2 separate regions of the Rattus norvegicus genome follow, and region 1 is linked to region 2. A link is a contact called in public Hi-C data. All regions are on one chromosome and are shown on one strand. The core of a region is the stretch at or near the end of the contact, and the rest is flanking DNA. Distances in the headings are between cores, read along the strand shown.

The links. A called contact is a pair of places that touch in the nucleus more often than the background predicts.
Region 1: a Hi-C map of liver shows a contact between it and region 2, with 2.2 times the contacts expected there. The contact joins the promoter of Tmem185b here to the enhancer-like site in region 2. A contact is called at or near these places in 4 of 12 Hi-C or Micro-C datasets (the A7r5 cell line, kidney, liver and 1 more).

Annotation. Positions count from the first base shown.
Region 1 is chr13:33,197,958-33,202,225 of GRCr8, reverse strand. It overlaps Tmem185b (transmembrane protein 185B), which reads right to left and starts at 1,897. Exons shown (of 1, transcript NM_001191668.3): 1 at 1-1,897. The coding sequence starts at 1,554. The coding sequence ends at 502.
Region 2 is chr13:33,143,903-33,148,106 of GRCr8, reverse strand. Ralb (RAS like proto-oncogene B) reads left to right here. Exons shown (of 5, transcript NM_053821.2): 4 at 1,572-1,749. Among named protein-coding and RNA genes, the nearest start is that of Ralb, 31 kb to the left of the region's middle. Within about 2 kb of position 2,591, at least 9 of the 93 cell types and tissues checked have an H3K27ac peak or open chromatin away from gene starts, as enhancers often do. A contact at or near this core is called in liver, where this site is marked.

The sequences.
Region 1 (4,268 bases), core at 648-3,147, 55 kb before region 2:
GACGATTTGAACAGTAGGAGTGCTAGAAAAACCAACTGTATGAGGTTTATGGAACAGGGGTGGGGGAGAATTTGGTACATTTACCATTACGTCACAATGGGCACAATCTGATATACAATTTTAGACTAGCAGTATATAAAAATACTTTTTAAACAATACTTTTGGTAGGCATAGGTAGCACTTTTAAAACAAACAGCTATGTAGTTTTCAGGTCTTTGGAAGGCCTAGAAACAATTCTATTTACCGCCTTTGGCTAGCTCGACGAGGACCTGGAAAGCAAGCTCTCTTGCACGTTATGTACACCCCCCCCCCCAATTCTACAGGCTGCAGCTTCTGCCTACACAATGACCACTGCAAGAGGTTTCCTTCTGTCTTACAGTGGGTGTAAAATGAGGAGGGCCTGTTTCCAATTCCAGGGCTGGATGAACACAGGGGGAAAAAAGCAAAGTGGCATTCATGGGTATACGGTTCCTATTTCACTTTAAGGCCCAGCCTGTGAGTTTAGTCTGGCATATCAATGTTTAACTTGGGAGGTGGAGGGACGTATTTCCCAGGGCTCTGTGTTATAACTACCCGGGCCTTCTTTCCAAACATTGGGGCAATTTTCGGAGCTTCTAACGCCGACGCGTCTTCAGCATCTTCGCTGTCTTCGTGATGGAGATCGTAAGAGATATTCCCATATTCTCTTAAAAACGGGAAAACCTCAAGTAGAAACTGACAGAAATCCCTGCGAATACCGAACCACCAATGATTGCCCCCTTTCCGCCTGAACGTCGTGGCCATCAAAGTCAGTAATGACAGCCAAAGAGGGGTGAATATGGAAATGTAAGAGAACGTATTGTGGCCATCCAGTCTGTGAACTAGCAGGACCTCAAAGGTGAGCAGGGGCACGACAATCGTGATCCAGCTGATGGCCATGGTCACATGTGTTCTTCGCTGCTCTGCAACCACATCCAGGGACCGCAGGAACAGGAGGGACCACACGATGTAATAGAGAACCACCAGGCAGAGGAATGACATGAGGATCCACAGAGGCACGAATACCACCAGCCACGGCCAGTGGATAATCCTGTCCAACCTCAGAGCGATGAAGATAAACTGCAGGATGTTGACGGAGCACAGGATTTCCAGTTCCAAAGACCTGTCATGTCGGAAGCCCCAGACGCAGGCGGCCACGGACACCGGGGAAACGAAGAAGAGTGGCATGAAGACCAGCAGCCAAAAGTGGGTTCCCCTCTCCACCCGGTCGCAGACTAGAATCTCAAACATGAGCAGCAGCAGGTGGATGCCCACAGCGATCAGCATGGCTTTGAATTCCACACAGGCTTCCCCCTCCGTACGGTAGCGAGGGTTGCGGGCCCACACGCCCGCACCCACCGAGGCGCCCACGATGACCAGGAGCTTCCACAGCCAGATGGGGGCGAAGACCGCCCAGTAGCTCCACTGGATGATGCCGTCCAGACGCAGGGGCAGCAGCACGGAGAAGAGCAGCAAGCAGGCATAAATGAGGAACTTACTGGGGTTGAAGTCCTGGAACAGGCCCCTGGGGTTCATGGCGAAGGCTGCTCTGCCTCTAGATGGGCATCCGCCCGCTGTGTGGAGGAGACTCCAGATCACAGCTCGGAGGGGCCGGAACACGTGCGCGCAATCACGTGGTCCGGCCGGAAGCGAGCGGAGGACACGGCGTGCGCTGGCCGGGAACGGTACGGTGCCTACGCCGGGGACACTGCCTCGGCCCCGTAGCTCAGGCTAGGGTTGGTGCCCACGCCGCCTGCCTTCATTCTGCACCCTCAAAGCCGACGCCGCGATGCGTGCGGTATCGGGTGGGACGTGGCGCGCTGCGGACTCGGCGACCCGCGGGTCGCCGGCTGTGAGCTAGCCGAGACCTCCGGAGGACGCTTCCTGGAGGAGGCCGGAACATGGAGGAGGGAATGAGCTCACATCCTCCCGGCAGGCTCGGGGGCGGGGCCCAGGGCGGGGCGGGGTCGGAGAGCGGAGGGGAGCGGAGGGAGCGGAGCTAGGCGAAGGGGCAGGAAGAGCCTGTCACGGCAAGGGCGGGGAGCGGGCGCGGGGTTTGAGGTCTTTGGGAGTGGGGAGAACAAAAGCAGCGACTTGCCTGGTGCGGGAGCCTGGGTGTGCACCGGCAAAGGCGGGTGGCTGGAGGGCAAGTGAGTCTGAGAGCGCGCCGGTAACTGTGACTGCCCAGCACCGATGGACTGGCGCGCGAGGATCAGTGGCTTTGACCTTGGGTTCGGCGCGAAGGTCAGGGGTGCAGGCAGTCAACGGATTAGGGCTGTGCCCAGGGCAAAACTCCAGAGCGGCTAGCGATTCTCAGGCTGCCCCTAAAAGGTAGTGCGGAGCGCCTAGGTGCTTACCAAGGCGCTTCTACCTGTGTCACCCGAGAAGTGGAGGGGTACCCGGGAGGGTGACCCACCAGGACAGAAACAACTCCTTGAGGGAACAGGTCTTGAGGGAACAGGTGAAGAAACTGGACCCGGAGAAGTCCTGGTGAACGGCAGAATTAGGACCTGGATTTAGGGATCCCAACCTTGAGTCTCATTTTCATTTATCTGGTCCTGAGTCTAATCCTTTTAGAACTGTGTTAGGAGAAGGTGCAAGGGTCAAGAAATTTTGGTTGCACGCCTGCCACCCACCGGCTGAGAAAGGAAGCAAATCCATCCCACCCCTACCCCCTCTCTGCTAAGCTGCAGTGGGTCTGTGGTTTAGAGTACTATTTTTTCCTGACCGCTGGGCAGAACTAGAGGATTCTTTCCTCCCTTCTCTGACCCTTGCTCAGCAGAGCCCTGGTTGCTAGTCCTTGCTTTTAAGCCCCGGGCCTCTCCTTCGGGTTTCCTGAAATGGGATAGTGCGCTGCCATGAAAGTCTTAGGTCATTAGAGGAAAACAAGGGGGTGGGAACAGATGACTGCCAATCTCTGCAGTTAGGAGAGTAGGGCTCCCAATGTACCTTCGTGAACCGCTACTGCCTCTGCTCTCAGCCTCCCAGGGATAAGTGGGGACCGCCGCTCCACCCCAGGTTTTCCTTGTGCGTGGTGGGCACCAAGGAGTTGCATAGGGTTGCTGGAAGAGACCAGTCCAGATGGCCGAGATCTCCCCAAGCCCAGAGGCTGCAACAGGTGAACCAGTGCCCGGGGACCCGTTTCTACAGAGTCCATTTGAGTGATGGCCTGTACTGGGGATACCGTGGTCTGTTTTGTTTCTTGGCTTTTTTTTTTTGGTGCTTCTACCTTTCAAAAAGAATGCTGCCATAGAAAACAGGTCCTGGGTTGGGGATTTAGCTCAGTGGTAGAGCGCTTGCCTAGCAAGCGCAAGGCCCTGGGTTCGGTCCCCAGCTCCGAAAAAAAAGAAAAAAAAAAAAAAAGAAAAAAACAGGTCCTTCTATGTGTGTGGTGTGCATTTGTTTGAACGTTTGTGTGTGTGTGTGTGTGTGTGTGTGTGTGTGTGTGTGCGTGTGTGTAGGTGCACATAGAGGCTTGAAATTCACATCAGGTGCCAACCAGTTTGCCCAAGGGATCCGTTGTCTGCTTCTGAAGGACTGGATAGTAGAGAGCTATTTATTACCCCTGTCCAGCTTTCTATGGGCTCTGTACCAAACGCTGGTCCTCAAACTACAGGGCAAATAGGCAAGTACTCTATCCACTGTTCCTCTGAGCACAGCTACCCTGAGGCTAGCATACAAACTGAAGATTAAGACTGCTCTGGTCCTGGAGTGTGCACAGAGTAGTGCTCCCTGCCACCAATGCCTCCCTTTTCTGAGGGGGCACGGCTTTGGGAGACAGATGGAGCCTGACCTAGTGTCCTCCCACCACTCGTGTCGGGCAGCCTCTATCTGAGTCATGGCTCTAACCTGAGTTTTCTCCTGAACTCAGCTGGCCACCTGCTGACCCCTTCCTTGTGTTGGGGAAGAGGATGTGTGTCTGCAGGGGACAGACAGTGTCAGGCATCCTGATCTGCCAGTCTCCACCTTATCAAACAGAATCTCTCTCCGAGCCTGGACATGGGTTGGCCAGCAAGCCCCAGCATTCCTGTCTACCCCAGCCCTGGCCTCCGTCCAGCACAGGAGCTACAGGAGAACCTGCCCTGCCTCTTGTGCAGCTGCTTGGGATTTGCCCTCAGGTCCTCAAACTCCACAGGACCACACACTTTAAGCATGGAGCCTTCTTCCCAACCCCCACCCCAGGTGACACCTGGCCATGCTTCCAGCGTTTGGCTCAAGCCTCGATCTTTCCAAGGCCTCCGGCCCCTGAT
Region 2 (4,204 bases), core at 1,342-3,841:
GAGTTACAGAACACTGTGAGATACCATGTGGGTGCTGGGAATTGAACCTGGGTCCTCAGGAAGAGCAGCCAGCGTTCCTGACCACTGAGCCATCTCTGTATATATGAGTGTATGTGCATGTATGTGTGTTTGTGCCACAGAGAATGTGTGGAGGTGGGGGAGGACTTGGGGAAGTCAGCTCTCTCCTGCCATGCGGGTCCCAGGGATTGAACTCAGGTAGTCAGGGTCAGTGCCAAGCCCTCTTCCTAGCTGAGTCATCTCGATGACGCCCAAGCTTTAACAGGTCCTTTCCTGTCACGAGGTCAGATGACCGACCAAAGGTAAAGAGAGCCAGCTAAACATTTCCCAAGATTTGGAAGGCAGCCTTGGTGAGCCAGGGAAGCCGCAAGAGCTGAACCCATCTGTAGAGAAGGCCAGTGCTAAGGTGGGACTTCTGCTCTCCAAAGAGCTGAAGGTCCTGGCTTTCTTTCTGCAGCTGTGGTGTGTGTGTGTGTGTGTGTGTGTGTGTGTGTGTGTGTGTGTGTGTGTGTGTGTGTGTAGGAGACAGGCAGCAGAGGACTCAGCGTGAGCTGTTGCCCCTGTGGATTTTTTTGGCCGCTCAGGAGTTTCTGTGTGGATAGCACTTGTGCTCAATCACGGCTTGTGTTTCCTCTTCATAATCTGACTTTGATGCCATCGGAAGATAAACAGGATGCATGTCCGCCCTGCGTTCTTTTCTCCCTTGTGCCTGTAGTGGCAGTATTGAGCATTTTTGTGAGCTGTTGTTTTAGGTTTAATAGTTTTTTTTTTTTTTAATTTTCTTTCGGTTGTTGTTGTTGTTTTTAAGTAGGGTATCATGTAGCCCAGGTTAGCCTTAAACTTACCGTGTAGCTAAGATGGCCATGAACTTGGTCTTTCTGTGTCCACACAGTGCTGGGTTTGCAGGCTTGTAGCCCCGTGCCTGTCCGTAGCGTGCTGAGAAGGGTCTGTGACTGCAGTGGAAGCAACCTGCCAACTGGGCCACGTCCCCGAGATTCAGAGGGTTCCTTCCCGAACTTCCCTCCACACCTTTTTTTCTTTTCCCCCATAAAGTGGGGGCCCCTGTTGAGATGCAGACTCCCGACTTCGTGTGTCGCCATCTCTTTTGTAGGAGTGTAGGGCAGAGAAATCTGCAGCTGGAGAGAGACCAGATGATGGTGGTGGAGGAAAGTCGAGGGCCAGCCTGGAGAAGCCCCCGGCAGTGTTTTGAAATCTCCCTGAAGGAATGATTTCTCTTGTTCTTTAGCTAGGCTTTTTGGATGCCCTGTGAGCACCGAGGCACACTGGCAGCTACCTGTAAAGCCGACTTCATATGCCAGCTTCAAAATAAAACAAAACGGAGCAACGTTGTTTACTTGTGCAGCTCTGTGCGCACTAGCGCACATACCATAGTACTCGAGGAGGATGGAGGACAACCTGTGGGAGCCGGTTTTCGCTGCTCACAGTGTAGATCAGACTCAAGTCGTCAGGCTTCGTGGAGGCGGGAGAGCCCTCCAAGTGCCTCTCACGCTGACTCTTTCTGAACCACGCTGTTCTTGACACACCATCCTTAGGGAACAGATCCTCCGAGTCAAGGCCGAGGAGGACAAAATCCCTCTGCTGGTCGTGGGCAACAAGTCTGACCTGGAGGAGCGGAGGCAGGTGCCCGTGGAGGAGGCCCGAGGCAAAGCGGAAGAGTGGGGTGTGCAGTATGTGGAGACATCCGCAAAGACCCGAGCCAACGTGGACAAGGTAGCGTGAGTTCTGGAGGCTTCTCGGAGCCTGGCTTGTGCTGTCTCAAGACTCAGCTGTCTCCCTTGCCCCCCGACTTTCAATTTTATTTTAACTGTGTGTCTGTGTGTGTGTGTGTGTGTGTGTGTGTGTGTGTGTGTGTGTGTGTGTGTAGGGGAATGCACATGTGAATATAGGTGCTCACGGAAGCAAGAAGAATCCCCTGGAATTGAAGTTGCAGGTAGTTGTCAACTGTGTGATGCCGGTACTGGGAACTGAAGTTAGGTTCTGCGAAATCGGCACTCTCTCCTGTCCACTCAGCCACTGCAGCTGCTGCCACGGCTGCCACCGCCCTTCCTCTTCCTCCTCAGCCTTTCCTCCTCCTCATTCTTCTCTTCCTCCTTCTCTTTCTCCTCCTCCCCTTTTTCCTTTTGGACAGGGTCTCAGAACACCCCCAGTCGGACCTCAAGCTTGGTTATGAAGCAGTGCTGACTTTGGACTTCGGTCCCCCTGCCTCCGTCTCCCAAGTGCTGCCATTACAGGCTTGTGCCATCACAGCTGGCATGCCACTTTCTGTTTTTCTTTTTCTTTTTCCATCTTTTTTGTCTTGTTGAGGGTCTCACACAGGCTAGCCTAGAGTTCCGTACTGTAGCTGAGGAGAACCTTGAACTTCTGACCTTCTAGCCTCCAGCCCTCTCCCTTCCAGGGCTGGAATGACAAGTCATGCATGGAACCCAGGGCTCTACACGAATACATGACCACCCCGTGGTTTTTCTTTTACGTCAGAGTTCAGTGTTAGCACACAGTTGAAGGAAGTGCCCCACAGCTGAACTTCACTCCGTTTTCACACGCTATGGTGTGGGCTCTTACTTCACATCCTGGGCTTGCGAAATCAGTGCAGAGTCAGGGCAGGCAGAAAGGCTGTCTCGGTTATGCTCAGCCACAGATCTCTCTACGTCCTGTTTTTTTCTCAATTCGCACTGTAACCCAGGCTAGTTCTGTGGGATGTCATTCCCCATCTTTGTACCCACCAGGGAGAGCTGGTTCTGGAGGGAGCCTGAGTGCTCTCAAAGGAATACTAGGAGGGCCTGGCTTTAAGCAGGGTCAGTGCTCCCTGTAGCCCAGGGCACAGTGAACTGTATTCCATCATCAGCTGGGGTTTGGTTGTCATGTGGGTCCCAGGGAATTGAATTCAAATTGCCAGGTTTCTAAGCAGGTTTCTTATCCACTACACCATTTCCCTGGCTCTGCCTGCCTGCCATCTATCTATCTATCTATCTATCTATCTATCTATCTATCTATCTATCTATCTATCTATCATCTATCTATCTATCATCTATTTTTAGACAGGGTCTCTATGCTCTATACTGACCTGGAGCTCTCATGGAAGACGTGCTAGAAAGACAGGTATGGACTTTTACACCTGATTTATGGGTGTCAGGGTGGAACCCAGGTTTCCACGTACACTTGACAAGCACTCTCCCAGCAGCCACATCCCAGCATCTACGTTTTCTTTACGTTGTTATCCGAACTTTCACATTGCTTCTGGTGATGCTCAGGCTTCTGTTTTTTTTCTTCCTGTCAGTTTCCTAGCTGAGGGGAATACAGTGGGCATCCAGGTATAGCCTTAATCTTCTCCAGAGCAGAAGGTGGTGCATATTTGAGACAAGATGTATTGCTGGCTGTCCTCTGCCTCCCACGCCTGGCCTAAGGCTTTATGTTTTAAAACCAAGAAGGCCGTCTGGTCATGGTAGCATAGGCCTTTGATCCCTCTACTCAGAAGGCAGAGGCAGGCAGATCTCTATGAGTTCAAGGCCAGTGTGGCCTGTGTAAGGAGACCTTGTCTAAACAACAACAAAAACAACAAAACAGAACAGACTTTCCCAGCATGAAAATGCTGGTGTTGTTTTGGAGGGGGTTAGAATCAGTTCTCTGGGATCTCACTCTGTGTGTTGGGGACACGTCATCATCTCTCCCTCCTCTCCCTGGACAACCTTTGACCTGCAGGCCAGACCCAGCAGGAACTCGTAACAGGCAGTAAGTTTTCTTCAGTGAACACTTCCCTGCAGAAAGGCTGCGGATGCTCAGGCCAGGAGCAGTGTAGGCAGCCGGTCAGTGGAATGGTCCACAGGCCTCCCTGCCTCTTACCACAGGAAGAAACCAAAGTCTGTGGTTGGGACCCATGGCTGGGCTAGCAGAACCTGTGTAGAGTCAACCTGAAATACTCAGAGCTCCCTTCCTGGTGCCTGGGCTCCGTGGTCAGCTCATGTGGGTGTCATACCAGGGAAGCAGTCTTGTTTTGTTTCATTTCTGAGACAGTAATTTATGTACCCCAGGCTAGTTTCAAATTTGTTGTATGTCAAGCTGACCCTGAACTTTGACCCTTTCTAGACCTGTGACACCACACACTTGTCTCCCTCTTCTCTTCTCTTCTCTTCTCTTCTCTTCTCTTCTCTTCTCTCTCTCTCTCTCTCTC